Linked DNA regions of Mus musculus: regions 2, 3, 4 and 5 are each linked to region 1. A link is a contact called in public Hi-C data. All regions are on one chromosome and are shown on one strand. The core of a region is the stretch at or near the end of the contact, and the rest is flanking DNA. Distances in the headings are between cores, read along the strand shown.

Region 1 (2,722 bases), core at 75-2,574:
GTGCCACATTATACACTTTCAAAATCAGTTGACAGTAAGGTCAGAAAGAGTGATTTCCGATAATAGTGACCCTGGAGAAGTTAAACATTCATGATTTTTTTTGACCCGAAAGGTTCTTTCTCTACCTAATTTGCTGAGAGCTGTGCTTTCCTGGTTGCTTATTGACAAACCAAATTCCTGCTACCTTTTGTTAGTTTGAACATCTCTACCAACCTAGTAGGAAGAACAAACAGGGCAAGGCTCAGACACGGTCTTTCAGCCATCGGAGCCTCAAAGGCTAGGCATGAGCCCTTGAGCAAAGCCTCCATTGAGATAAACACTGAGCCTGCTATCTAGGGTCAAACACTCATCCGCTTGCCCTGAAATCTCTTCTGTGTTCAATGGGTTTTTGACATTGCCCTTTTTAGAAACAGGGAACAAAGTCAACAGGTAAAACTCCCGCTAGGTGACTCTTCCTGTCCATCAGCAGATCTACCCTCAATGCTTGCAGCAAGATATATGTGAATAGACTTATTTTTAAAAGAAAAGGTCTTAAAAGAAAATAAATTTCAAAAATTGCCCTGCAAAAACTGACTGTGAACACAAAAATAAACTTCTATTCTTGGCTTGTATCATTGGAAAATCCAATCCTCCTAAATATGTGTTTTCTGAATTTATGGCTCATTTGTAATCAGATTTTTAAACTATATTAAGTTGACCAGGTGTAATGTGCACACCTGTGACCCCAGCCTTTTGGAAACAAGAGACAGGAGGCATGGTCAGAAGTTCAAGGTCATCATTGGCTACATAGTAAGTTTGAGGCCACCCAGGGCTAGATGAGACTCAAAAAGCAAAACAAAGCAACTGGATTCAATTTTTAAAAATGTTAAGTAACTCACTCTTGGTTTTGTTTTGTTTTGTTTTGTTTTGTTTTGTTTTTCGAGACAGGGTTCCTTTGTTATAGCCCTGGCTGTCCTGGAACTCACTTTGTAGACTAGGCTGGCCTTGAACTCAGAAATCCGCCTGCCTCTGCCTCCTAAGTGCTGGAATTAAAGGCATGCGCCACCACGCCCGGCAAGTAACTCACTCTTAAACCAAAGTCCAGCAAAAATGCAGGCTGCTCTGAGCTACATAGTTGCGGAAGCAATCACCTATCCTACCCTGACAATGTCTAAGGGCTGAGCGGAGGAGGATGTCCCCAGCACATAAAAACAATGAGCGTATTCTGGATATGGGAGGCATGCAACTCTAATCCCAGCACTTGGGAGGAAGAGGCAGGTGGATCTCTATGAGTCTGAGGCCAGCCTGGTCCACAAAGTAGCCAGAGTTACACAGTGAAACCCTGTCATTGAAAAACAAACAAAACATGATTGCATGAGTGGTGGACGGGTGCTCTGGGTCTCTGACTGTTAGTGAAGGACTGGAAGCAATTTTAAAGGTGGTTAGCAAGTCTCCCTTTGTCCACAGGAGAAGTTAACTAGTATCTCTCTCACAGCACAGTCAGAGCGAGGACTCACACTGCCTTGGGCTCTCATCGTTCACTTTGGGACACTCTTAGGAAGATTAGTTTAATCTTAGTATTTAATCTTAATACTTATGGAGTTAATTTATTATTATAATATTTTGTATTCTTGTGGATTATCTCCCCCCACCCCAAATCTTTTTGTTTCTGAATACAGGTGGTATTTCATGTCTTAAATTTGGGCCAGCAAGATGGCTCAGGGTAAGGTGCTCGCCTCCCACAAGCCTGTAGACCTGAGTCTGATCCCCACATAAAGAATCGTGTGTGAAGAAAGAACTTCAAAGTCCACTCTGACCTTCACGTATGTGCTGTGACCCAGTGCCCTCTCCACACACATACAGATAAATAAATAAATCATTAACGGAAATCTAGGAGTCTGCTGAAATGGCACTCATAATCAACGTGTGAATTTTAAATGTTTTCCCCAAAATGAATTAATGCCTATGGCTAGGCATGATGTCTCTATGGGAGAACAAACAACAACCAAACAAAACAATGAGAACCTAGCAATAAATATCAACAACAAAACCACAATAAATATTTTAAGGTATTCGAACGGTGTGGGTGGAGTTGACCAAGTTTCTTGGCTCCAGATTTTGTTCCACATTACATCTCACTAAACAAATGAAATCTGACACAAAGAAGGGCTTAAGATGGCAGGAAACAAATTTATGCCTCATACTGTACTTCTTGCCTTCTGTCGATGTGACTTCTCTTTAAGAAACAGAATGTAAAACTCTTTCACTTCCAGTCTGAGTTACTTTATGGCTCTACTTGAACACACACACATACACATGCACGAATGCAAGCATGCATGCCCATGTATGCGCATGTGCACACACATGTACACTCACAAACACAGGCACACACACTCACTCACACATGTACACACATGCACACGCATGCATGTGCACATACATACACACATCCACACATGTGTTTGCACAAGCACAGATACACACACACACACACACAGGACTGAGATAAAATGAACTGAAATGTTTTCACCTAATGGAGTCCTCAACTGTGTAAAATGCAAAATTGTAGCATGCACTTTTTCATAGTCTTTGGTGATTTTTCCCTGATGAAGGGTGAAATAAAACAATTTAAGACAAAAATGCAATTAACTATTAGACAGTAATATGAAAAGGGATGGGACAGAGCAAGGCCCCCACTGGGATTCCAAATAGTAGCATAGACTGGCATCCATGGGTCTGCTTC
Region 2 (2,722 bases), core at 150-2,649, 400 kb after region 1:
CATATCTTTGTCAACAGGCTTTTTCTTTCATCTTTTATTCTTGTCCAGTTATGGGAGAAAAGAAAAACTGGGTCTGTGGTACTCCCTGTGGTTTCAGGACTGAGACAAATGCCCTCGTGTGCCCTGGCTAGGAAGGTTGGGGGACTAGGGCACTTGGGAGAATGTTTCCCCAGGATGTTCCTGATGCCTCACTCCTGGGAGCAGCCCACAGCACATACTGGTCCATGAGGAGGCATGGACCTTATGTTGAGATGAGACAATTCTGAAGGGCTTGCCTGCTCCTGGGCCCTTGATAGCATCAGCTCAGCCCTTCTTTTCCCTAGAAGAGTTGACCCAGAATTGGGTCTCCAGTAAACTACTTTATCCAAGTTCTAGGAAACTGAATCAATATATCTCCTCTTTTTCTCTACATACCTTCTCTGTGATTAAACTTGAGTCCTAGGGTGGCTGACTGGTACTGGTTGATCATTACAGTCACTATAAAGTAAAACTTTCCTAACTTTGAAATGCCCTGAGAATTTTCACCTCGACAATCTACATGTCTCTAACTTCCATGTCAACTTTTTTTTTCCTCTTTATTTTCTATGAACAGATATTTTGCCTACATGTATGTCTGTGCTTTACATACCAAGAAGAGAGCATCAGATCCCCTGAGACTGGAGAGGATTCTGAGCCACCAGCCTTAACCACTGAGCTAGCGCTCTCTCTCTCTCTCTCTCTCTCTCTCTCTCTCTCTCTCTCTCTCTCTCCCTCCCTCCCTCCCTCCCTCCCCCCCCCCCAGCCCTTTTTATTTTTTCTTATAACAAAGGCTTGCTATGTTTTCCAGGCTGGTCTCAAACTCCTGAACTCAAACCACCTTCCCATCTCAGCCTTCTGAATAGGTGCACACAACTGAGCCCAGCATCTCATGTTTATCTAATTAACAGGGTCATTATAAAATCTATGTTTTATAATTAACTTCCCTGTTTGATTTTCAGTTGTGAATAACACATTTGTGAAGGCCGTCTTTGCTTCCAAATCAGACCTCAGCTACTCTGCTGCTTTCCTTGGCAATTGGAAATCAAATAGATTTCTATGAGCCTTTTGCTTCTTTTATTACCCTTGTTGGGGGTGGGGGGAGAATTGTTTTCAAGTTCAAAACATTTGTCTTTGGAACAAACCATTGGAATTCAACCTATCTGTAAGCAAGAGCTCTTGATCACTTCAAATAATTGGCTTTAGGAAGAGAGAAAAGCCTCCCACCACAGCAGGGACTGCAAACAAGATGGCAGAGGGTCCCAGCTGGACGGCAGCCATCAGTTTCCCTGACTCCAGATCACTGCCTGGACCACACCTACACTAACTCTATGAAGAGCCATTCCCAGGACAGACAAGATAACGAGGCCACGTGTACACAGGGCAGTTGGCAATGGGTCTCCCTTGCTTAGCAGGGCATCTGAGGACACCGAATGCTTCATCCAAAAGCTCACTCCTACCCCTTTTTTGGAGGTGAATTCAGAGCTGAACATTTCATTAGCTCTTTGAATGATTTCAGAATTTTCATCAACAGTAGTTTCTCAGAAGCCAGAGTTATAAATTAACAAGCCCAGAGAATGACTAAAAATGACAGCAACTGCAGATCAGATGTATCCGTTCATACAACTGAACAGAGACTAATGTATACAACTACTAAAGAAAGGTAAATTTTCAGTTATAAACACATAAGGAAACTAGATTAAGAGGTCACCAAAAACTGCTTTCTTCAAGTATTTTTAGAAGTGTTAACTGGCAGGCGTGATGGCACCTGTTAATTATAGCACCTGAGAGGTAGAGTCAGGAGGGTCTTTGTAAGTTCAAAGCCAACCAGGTCTACCTAGTTAAGTTCCTGGCCAGTCAGGACTACAAAGTGAGACCCTGTCTCAAAACAACAAGAAGTATTAACTGCAAGCAGTCACTGGTATAGAGCATACCTTTAATCCCAGCAGTCAGGAGGCAGAGCCAGAAGGATCTATGCTAAGTTCCAGGACAGCCAGGGTTACATGGATAGACACAGTCTCAATTTATTAGATAGATAGATAGATAGATAGATAGATAGATAGATAGATAGATAGATAGATCGATCGATAGATAGAAGTATCAACTACAGATCTAAAGCATCTAAAAGCATCAGAATACCTGATCCATTGTTAGTTGAGAAGCCTCAAAAAAATCTGGAAAATGGAAACTTCAGACAGAAGACAGACATCTCAGATGTGAACTGACCCTTTCCTGCACAGAGGGAAGGCACACCTCTGAGCCTGTTGACAAGATCTGAGAGCTTCCGGCAGCTAGATTTGTTTGGGAACAAGGAGATGGCCTGGAAGAGTCTCCTTTTTCAATACAGGGGATAAAATTATGTTTCAATAAGGATATCAGGAAGGGTATTTCTGAGCAACATGGCCGAAGACCACGAGCATTCAGAAAGGCAGTCAGTCCCGGGGCAGAGAGGATAACACCTCATGGCCTCTAAGGTAGCTCTGGCCAATTCGTTTCCCTGAGCATGAGGGCTTCTCAAACCTCTCTCTCTCTCTCTCTCTCTCTCTCTCTCTCTCTCTCTCTCTCTCTCTCTCTCTCACACACACACACACACACACACACACACACACACACACACACACACAATCTTTGTAAGTAAGGGGAAACAATGAAACTTAACTTCTCTTGTCAGAGGCCAGCTCCATGGTAGAACATGTGCTTTGCATGT
Region 3 (2,722 bases), core at 110-2,609, 380 kb after region 1:
ATCTTGAGGGGTGGAGTTTTTTAAGTCTCTGATGGGTCTTCCTTCCCCAAACTTAAAGTTGTTCAGATTGAAGAAAGACAGGATATGGATAACTTATAGGCCCACGACTGTCTGTAAATGCGTCCTGATCCATCTCTGAACTTGTTAGCCCCACCCCACCCCACCCCTAGTCAGCGGGGGTGGAGGGGATGTCACTGGTGGGAGATAAAGCCCATGGGCCTTTGTTTTAAGCTGCCAGGATTTCATCTCAGATCAGGAAAGGGAGAAAGAAGCCAGACATCTTGCAAGTCTGCCGCCTTTATCACCTAGCCACGGCCCCTCCCCTATCCATTTGCCCACCAAGAAGTCTGTCTAACTCCAACGCCACACCACCAAGTCTGTTTCCAAGATCTCTGCTCTGCTTTCCATATCACCTACAGAAATCTCCAGAGATTCCACTCTGTCTCTTAGGTCCCCACATCAAGTACTATTTTTATATAATATTGTATACATCTTAGATGCTCTGGAACCATAGAGCAGAAAAAAGTTTGAGAAACTATAAAGAGAAACAAAAGAACGTCATGGGAACAACTAAGAAGGTAGACATAGTGGGGAGAGGAAGTGGGAGCCCCAGAGGCTAGGATGTGACTTCTAGGGTAACTCTGGTAAATGCCTGCATGAAACCCTGCTGAAACGGGGTTGGGGTGGGGCTTATGGAGAAAGATCCGGAAGGCGGGGAGACGCTTGTCCTCATTCACATCAGCATGCGTGAGTTATTCCAGCTGACTCACTGGGCTGTTGCTGAGACAGTCCAATGTCACCAGTGCTGGATATGGAGTGATTCATTGCAGACGTTCTCCCATTGTCACTAACCAAAAAGAGACCCTTTGCAAGATTTCTCTCTTCCCCACCTTCTAAGCTCATGTTATTGTTATGCTATCTATTGGACAACTGACCCACAAAACGAAGGCGGTGCTCCTTGATAATTGATGCATTAAACAGCCTCCCTACCAGTCTTCCAGAGCTCTGTAACCTTCGATAGCATCTTTGCATCTACCTCCCAGGCTGACTGAAAGTAGCTTTTGACTATCTCAAGACACAGTGCAACTCCTGAAGGTGAACTTCATGGATGCTGGCAGAGGTGCATGCTGGGAGAAGTGCGACTGTGTCACACTACTCAGTGAAGCTCTGAAACCATCTATTCGGGGGGGGGGGGAATGGTCACACATCAAGGGCGGGTGCCCATACTGGTACTGCAGATCTATACCCCACTTTGCCCCAATGTGATCTCCAGGAGATGAGTGCACAGCAGCCCTCTAGCTTGCTTTGTCCTCTGGCTTCCACTAGGTAGAGGAATTGGCAGGAGATCAGAAATTGAGTGTAGTGAGCACTTCTGGAAGTGAGCTTCCTCCCACGCCAGCCTCCTTCCTTCCTGTCCTCCAGGCCAACTGACTGTGATCCCGGACATAAAGCTCCTGTCTGGTAAAACATTTCTCTGCCAAGAGCTCCAGTGTGTTTCTGAAAAACCACTTCCTTGAGCCTTCTTTGAGGCAAGCAGAAACTGATGTCTTTTCCTGGCCTCTGTCATGCTTTGGTTATCACTTTTAGCCTTACTCATATTGCCAGGGGCAGGGGGTGGTTTTGTTTATTTGTTTGTTATTTTAGGTGTTGGAGTGAAACCAGGTCCTCATACAAGCTACACAAGCCCTTGACCACTGCATTATACCACTCCTCTTCAGGCCTTCAGTTGAGCTTTTAAATATGCTATTAATGTCTACTTCCTACTGGAACTTTGGTGCATACACATTTCTTCATTCAGTATTTTAGATCCATCTCAACTTTCTAAAACACAGCCACATTCTGGCATGTTTATTCGCATTTAAGAGTGCTTTTAGATTGGATTGTAATTAAGAGCATTTTTAGATTGCAAAGAAGTGGCTCTCGCTTCTACTTCCAGCAGTCTGAAGATCCCTTAGGGCCTACTTTCTAGTGAAACAATCATAGCTGATGAAAATCATTTTCTGAGTGTCTAGAAACTGTCCCAAGGGTCCACTGAAAGACAGAAACATCTATTCAAGACAATCTGATAACTCCTTGTAATAACAGAGAGCCCATAATACTTAAACCACGACCAGCTAGCACCTCAATTCCTGGGCAACTTACTGGATTCTCAGCTTCACCACTCCTAGGCAACTTTGTGGATTTTCAGCTCTAACTGGGAGCCTGGCTGACAGATATGGCTTCCTCTTCCCCTAGTCCCTTCTCCTAGTTAAGAAGTGTGTGTCTTACCAATGGGAATGTGGCAACGTGTTTCTCCTCTCTGCTCCAGGCTGAAAATATAATTCCTAGTCGGCGTAGCCAAGAGTATGGGTGCTTGATATGCCAAGTACAGGGACCCCAGCTTGCTCAAAGGGCAAAGATTTCACAAGAGATGAAGTCAGCCAAGATCAGAGGCACTTCTCCCCTGCTTGACAGCCAGAATAGGGATTCAAAAGAACTACAGCATCCATAAGAGCAGAAGGTTCCGAAGCTCTCTCTAAAGAGCCTCCTTCGCTGTGGATAAGGATTGCTCAGAGAATGGAGATTTCACCAGTAAATATTAAAAGGAAGCTAGACATTATCAGAGATGACCAGGAAAGAGACAGCTAAGAGGTACCCATTCCTGTCAGAAAGTACATTAAAGACTGTCCTCGAAAATTACTCTTACTAGGGCTAGTTCACTGGATGGAGGGAATGAATGACC
Region 4 (2,722 bases), core at 83-2,582, 310 kb after region 1:
CTATCATGGACTCTCTTTCTTCTTAAATGAAAATCTCCCACGCTAGACATTCAGGAGAACTAATAATTTATAGATAGATAGATAATATGAGTGCTCAACACACTTGCTGCTATGGTGGTATCAGGTGGGATTTTGCATCTTCTAAATTAGAAAATATCAGAGGAAAAACAAGCTAAATATCCAAGATTTCATGGTTTCTTCAAACTTAAAGGTCATGGATCATTCTAACAAAATAAATTCCAAATTGCTCTAATTCATATATTTCAAATTTGCATCAATCTGTTGTTAAACAATTACTTTGATGCTCAAGGGAAGTTTGATATATATATTTAAGTTACTGAATCACCAGGCAGAGTAGCACACACCTTTAATCCTAGCATTTGGGAGGCAAAGGCAGGTAGATCTCTGTGAGTTCGAGGCCAGCCTTGTCTAGAAAATGAATTCCAGGACTATGTAGAGAGACTGTCGCAAAAATAAATACATACATACATACATACATACATACATACATACATACATAAATGTGAGTTACTGTGGACTTTTCTCTTGAAATTTCAAAGTGGACTAGAGAGATGGCTCAGCAGTTAAGAACACTGGTAGTTCTTCCAGAGAACCTTAGTTCCATTCCTAGCACCTACACAGTGGCTCATAACTACCTAAACTCTAGTCCCAGAGATCTGATATTGTCTTCTGGCCTCTGTGGGCACAGCAAGCATGTGGTGCATCAATATGCTAGCAAAACTCTCATATATACAAAATAAAAATAAGAGATAAATTAAAATCTCAAAAATTGTTTAAGAAAAAGAAAAAGAAGGCAATTTTAGCTGAAACTAAGAGGCCTTGGGTACCCAATGCCTGGGCAGCCTCATGCCTGTGGCAAATTAGGTTTCAATATGGCCAAGATGACTGTTTCTTCTGTGTTCCAGCTGCTGCGCCCCACTACCGCACCTCTGTCCACCCACCACTACTTCTTCAGAGCGGTGAGGACGGGAAGACGCTGATCTCATGTGTCCACCAAGCGTGTTACTCATGAATGCCCTGCCCCCTCAGTTCCCACACACTCATATTTTCTGTGAAATAATGCATTATGTGTATTTTTTTAGCCAACTCCCAAAATGCTGTGAGGACACTAACCAGTGGCTTCCCGAGGGTCAAAGGACCCACAAATTGATCTCAGAAGCCAAGATGCCAGACCAAAAGAGAAAAAAGCTACCCTTTGAAGCAGATGGCACTCAAACCGTTTTATATAGAGAGTTCCTCCTTCCTTGGTGTTGCCTAGGAAACCCTCTTTAGCCCTGACTCGGACAGGGGACCCGTCCTTGGTTAAGAACAGAGTTCACAAATACAACCCTTTTGATACCCTTGTTGATATGACGTCAGCCCAGATCTATATCAGAACCTGACCCTGGAGCTGCCAAATCCATTCTAAAACTTGGATTCATTTCACTTCTGGGGCAGATAAGGTTGCATTGGAAGATCATTTGGCCCCTCTAAAAATAACAGTTTCATGGTGCTTTCCTAGAAGTCTAGACTAGCAAATTGACCAGTTCTCCAAGGGGAAAAAAAAAAGATTTTTGTACTTATGCCTTAAGAGATATTTATCTGTATTAAATATACAGTCTTTAGAACAAAGAGAACAGTTTCCTTTTTTCTGTAATGTTAGGCGCCATTATTATTTTTAAAAGATAATCATGTTCACCCACTGCCAGATGACTGTTCCCTCTGTATTTTTTTTTTTAAGCATTTTCTTTCAAAAAGAAAGCTACAGGGTCTGGGGACAGACAAAAGAATCCGCGTCTTCTCCCCCCCCCCCCCCTTTTTCTGGCTGTGAGAAAATTGTGCGCCTGGGAACTTACACTTTGTTTTCTATAATTCCATCCAGTTTGAAACAAACAAACAAAGAAAGAAACAAAAGGTGTATTTCTAGGGACTAAACCACAACATGAAAAGGAAAATGGCTGAGGGATGGGTGTTGGACAATCCAACCGGCCAGCATTTGGCTCAAAGGGATCTGGGGGGAGTGGGGGCTCTACTTTGTGGGTTTTCTCTTTCAAGCCTCATTTCTGTTCCCTGGTATCAGGAAACACAGTAGACAGTTGTCACCGGCAGCTCTTCGGAGTTTCCAATGTTTCTTCCTCCCAGGGTCCAGAAGGGGACTTTGGACATGTAAGAATTAGATTTTTTTTTTTCCCCAAATCTGCAGGATTTTTGGACATTGTTTATCAGGCACTGGAGAGGCTGTGAAGGCAGAGTTTGAGAAGCAGTTCCAACAGTTCATAAATCAGACCTAAATGAATAGGGTGGGCTCCTCTTTCTGACAGTCCCCGAACCTCTCCCTTATGATCTCTTTACTAGGGAAGAATGTTATGTGAATAAGAACTGGGGGTCTAATGGAGTCAGGGTACTTTGGGTCACTCAATGTAATCTGTTTTTTTTTCTGGCCATATCATGAAAGAGAATTGTGTTCTGCCCTCTGTTCCATTTATAAAATACCATCTCTTTGATATTGTCAAGGGTTTTATGCCAGGCTGCATAGCATTGCTGATAACAAAATTCTTTGGGAAAAAAAAAATGGAGAAATCTGTTTGTTTGTTTTTTTTAAAGCCATTTTTCACACATCAAATAACAGCAGCTGAAATCAGCTGGTGTTTGTTCTTGACTGACCAGAGAGAGTAAAATGTGCTTTTCATATGCAATTTCTAGGAAGCCCTGAAAACACAAT
Region 5 (2,722 bases), core at 101-2,600, 280 kb after region 1:
TAAACAATGTGAAGATCCTTCTAAAGTTTGAATAAATGTTCAACCATCCTTATGTGAGCGGATCATAAAGAAAATGGAAAGACTATATCAAGCTAGCTAAATGCATCCCACATTCATGGTTTACTCACTAAAATGTTGTTCATGGCTTTCTTACTGATTCTTACAGAACGTGCATATGTCTTTTTAATTTTCCCCTTTTATGTTTCCCAAGTTCACAATTCACATAAAATATCCATTGAAGCAGACAGAAAAGTGAAACGAATGTTTCAAAGCTCTTTGGGGATTTAAGTAGGTTTTTACAATAAAGCTTTGATTACTCAGAAAGGACAGGAGTGCTTAATGACGAGAAGGAGGAGGTTTCCAAAGTGTCAGAGGAGACTCTGATGCAATGGGTTTTCAACCTTGTTGAATACCAAGCCAGAAAGCAGCCAGATGCCACAGGATAGGGCCACAGTCGGGGGGGGGGGGGGGGGGGGGGAGGGGAGCAATCAGAGGAGACGTGCAAAGGTTGTGGTTTCCTGAAATTTAATATGACACAGAGAGTCCCACAGGACTTGCTTCATTATATTATTGTGCAATTTGGACTCAAACAGAGTGAGGCAAACCCACAAGTTAAAGGGTTTTCAAAGTGGCTTAAAACTCACTCTGAAATCAGGACAGAGCACCCTTCCGGTCAGTGTGACTGCAACATTGATCAACAAACACAGAGGGACACAGCACATGGTTGGCTAACAAATGTTATCCAGGTGAAGGTGGGCTTGGCACATACTGCTTTGAAAAGCACTTTTCTCCTTGGATTGGAAACCTGATGGCTGTGTTATGTGATTTGGAGTTTTCTGAGGCCCCCAGTGAAAGATTTATAAAGGCTGTAGGAGACAACATTGGGATATTTGAGCACTTTTTAAGAAAGATCAAAGGTATTGATTTTTTTATTTCCTTATTTTGTCTTCTTATTTAAGAGTTAGCTAGCTGCCCCAAGCATATAGCCTCATCTGGCAGAAGACCCACTGAGAGAGATTTTTTTTTTCATCTCAATTTTCATCTTCTTGGTCTCTTGATGGCTTGATTTCATATCATTTCACAATGCAGGGATTAAGCTGACTGGCTATAAATCTGTGGAGTGTGGATGGGCTGTATAGAAAGAGCAAGAATGGATGAGAGACAACTGTAAATATTTCAAAATGTGTTTCATGGGATCCAAAGTTGGACAGCCTCTCCTTACACTGAGGATAAATGCCATCCAGACATGCTCATTCAGTCCCCTCCCCTTGGTCTGAACCATGAATACCACCATAGAACGTTCAGGCAATGGCCTAAGAGTCATTCACCTACTATAGTGTCATGTGACTTCATGTAACTCCCCGAGAGGTCACTCTCTGGACTGGTACATCAGCTCTTCCCTTTAAAAGTCAGTGCATCGCTAGAGCAGCTGCTGCTTCTGACATCGTTAGCATCGGTTGTCAAGGTGATACACTTGGGAAGAGGGAACCTCAACTGAGAAGCTGACCTTGTGCTGGTTTCATGAGAAATGGCCCCCACAGCCTCAGATATTTGAACACTTGGTCTCTAGTTGTTAGTCCTGTTTGTGCAGCTTTAAGAGGTGCATCTTGCTGAAGGAAACATGTCCCTGGAGGATAGGCTTTGAGAGCTTACAGACAGCACCACTCCAACATCTCTCTCTCTCTCTCTCTCTCTCTCTCTCTCTCCATCTCTCCCTCTCTCTCCTTCCTAGAGTAAGCTCCCTGCTTTTACTAGCATGTTTACCACTTGCTGCCTGGCCATGATGGATTCTTAAAACTCTGGAATCCAGAGACCAAAATAGACTCTTTCTTCCTTAAGTAGCCCTGACCATGGCAGTTTATCCCAGCAACAGAAAAGAAGCTAAGACAGGCGTCCATCAACTGGCCTGTGGAGGTGTCTGTGGGTTCTTCCTTGACTGCTGATTGATATGGCAGGGTGCAGCCCTCTGTGGTTCACACTATCCCTGGGCAGGTGGGTCTGGGCTGTATAAGAAAGGTAGTTGAGTAGCCAGGAAAAGTCAGTAAACAGCGTTCTTCCATGGTCTCTGCGCCAGTTCTTCCCTCCAGACTCCTGCCTTGAGTTCTGTCCCGACTCCCCTCAATGGTGAAGTATAAAATGAAATAAACCCTTTCCTTCCAAGTTGTTTTGGTCATGAGGTTTGTTACCGCAACAGAAACTAAACTAGAACCAATACCTTTCCCATAATTATTCACGTATTTATGCATTCATTCAGAAGAGTATATATTTTAAAACATATACCATGTTTAAGGTCTTAAGGAATTTAGCATTGAACACAGCAAAGTCCTTGAAGTCCACTATTTCATAGTGTTTATATATTGAGGAAGAACTACTTACTATTAGACTAGAATATCATAAAATCATACTATGGTTATTGAAGGAATTCTGGACAAGGCTGCGACCACGGCTTGCCATAAGCTCCTTGGGCTGAAGGAAACTAATGCTTACTAGTAAACAACTGCTATGAGCCAGGCACTGTGAAGATACCACTGCCTCCTCAGTGGGCAGGAAGTTGAGCTGGCTATGTTCCATGGTGTCTGGTAGAGCATAAACTTGTACGCAGTTGGATACTGATGAAATGATAGGTTGTCATTAAATTTCTTCCCAGAGATCACTCAAGCTATAGCAAAAGAGTGAGAAAGGGAGGGGGGAGAGGAGAAAGATGGGAGAGACAGAAAAAGAT

Evidence for each region. Hi-C and Micro-C count contacts between places; a contact is called where the count stands out from the background.
Region 2: a Hi-C map of liver shows a contact between it and region 1, with 2.7 times the contacts expected there. The contact joins two enhancer-like sites. A contact is called at or near these places in 1 of 484 Hi-C or Micro-C datasets (liver), 2 of 115 datasets of contacts at active chromatin or transcription factors (embryonic fibroblasts and hepatocytes) and 1 of 9 other capture datasets (embryonic stem cells).
Region 3: a Hi-C map of liver shows a contact between it and region 1, with 2.5 times the contacts expected there. The contact joins two enhancer-like sites. A contact is called at or near these places in 11 of 39 promoter capture datasets (the 3T3-L1 cell line, 3T3-L1-derived adipocytes, the C10 cell line and 8 more), 3 of 484 Hi-C or Micro-C datasets (embryonic heart, liver and uterus), 4 of 115 datasets of contacts at active chromatin or transcription factors (embryonic fibroblasts, embryonic stem cells, fibro-adipogenic progenitors and 1 more) and 2 of 9 other capture datasets (embryonic stem cells and pancreatic islet).
Region 4: a Hi-C map of liver shows a contact between it and region 1, with 4 times the contacts expected there. The contact joins two enhancer-like sites. A contact is called at or near these places in 1 of 484 Hi-C or Micro-C datasets (liver) and 1 of 115 datasets of contacts at active chromatin or transcription factors (pancreatic cancer cells).
Region 5: a Hi-C map of liver shows a contact between it and region 1, with 4 times the contacts expected there. The contact joins two enhancer-like sites. A contact is called at or near these places in 5 of 484 Hi-C or Micro-C datasets (adipose-derived mesenchymal stem cells, embryonic fibroblasts, liver and 1 more), 4 of 115 datasets of contacts at active chromatin or transcription factors (embryonic fibroblasts, hepatocytes, liver and 1 more) and 2 of 9 other capture datasets (adipose tissue and embryonic stem cells).

What each region holds. Positions count from the first base shown.
Region 1 is chr1:71,634,512-71,637,233 of GRCm38.p6, forward strand. The region is part of intron 12 of Fn1 (fibronectin 1); the gene reads right to left. Among named protein-coding and RNA genes, the nearest start is that of Fn1, 17 kb to the right of the region's middle. Within about 2 kb of position 1,325, at least 13 of the 459 cell types and tissues checked have an H3K27ac peak or open chromatin away from gene starts, as enhancers often do. A contact at or near this core is called in hepatocytes and liver, where this site is marked.
Region 2 is chr1:72,031,047-72,033,768 of GRCm38.p6, forward strand. No RefSeq gene overlaps it. Among named protein-coding and RNA genes, the nearest start is that of 4933417E11Rik, 27 kb to the left of the region's middle. Within about 2 kb of position 1,400, at least 9 of the 459 cell types and tissues checked have an H3K27ac peak or open chromatin away from gene starts, as enhancers often do. A contact at or near this core is called in hepatocytes and liver, where this site is marked.
Region 3 is chr1:72,013,347-72,016,068 of GRCm38.p6, forward strand. No RefSeq gene overlaps it. Among named protein-coding and RNA genes, the nearest start is that of 4933417E11Rik, 9.5 kb to the left of the region's middle. Within about 2 kb of position 1,360, at least 44 of the 459 cell types and tissues checked have an H3K27ac peak or open chromatin away from gene starts, as enhancers often do. A contact at or near this core is called in liver, where this site is marked.
Region 4 is chr1:71,939,704-71,942,425 of GRCm38.p6, forward strand. No RefSeq gene overlaps it. Among named protein-coding and RNA genes, the nearest start is that of Gm28818, 42 kb to the left of the region's middle. Within about 2 kb of position 1,333, at least 2 of the 459 cell types and tissues checked have an H3K27ac peak or open chromatin away from gene starts, as enhancers often do. A contact at or near this core is called in liver, where this site is marked.
Region 5 is chr1:71,912,086-71,914,807 of GRCm38.p6, forward strand. No RefSeq gene overlaps it. Among named protein-coding and RNA genes, the nearest start is that of Gm28818, 14 kb to the left of the region's middle. Within about 2 kb of position 1,351, at least 42 of the 459 cell types and tissues checked have an H3K27ac peak or open chromatin away from gene starts, as enhancers often do. A contact at or near this core is called in hepatocytes and liver, where this site is marked.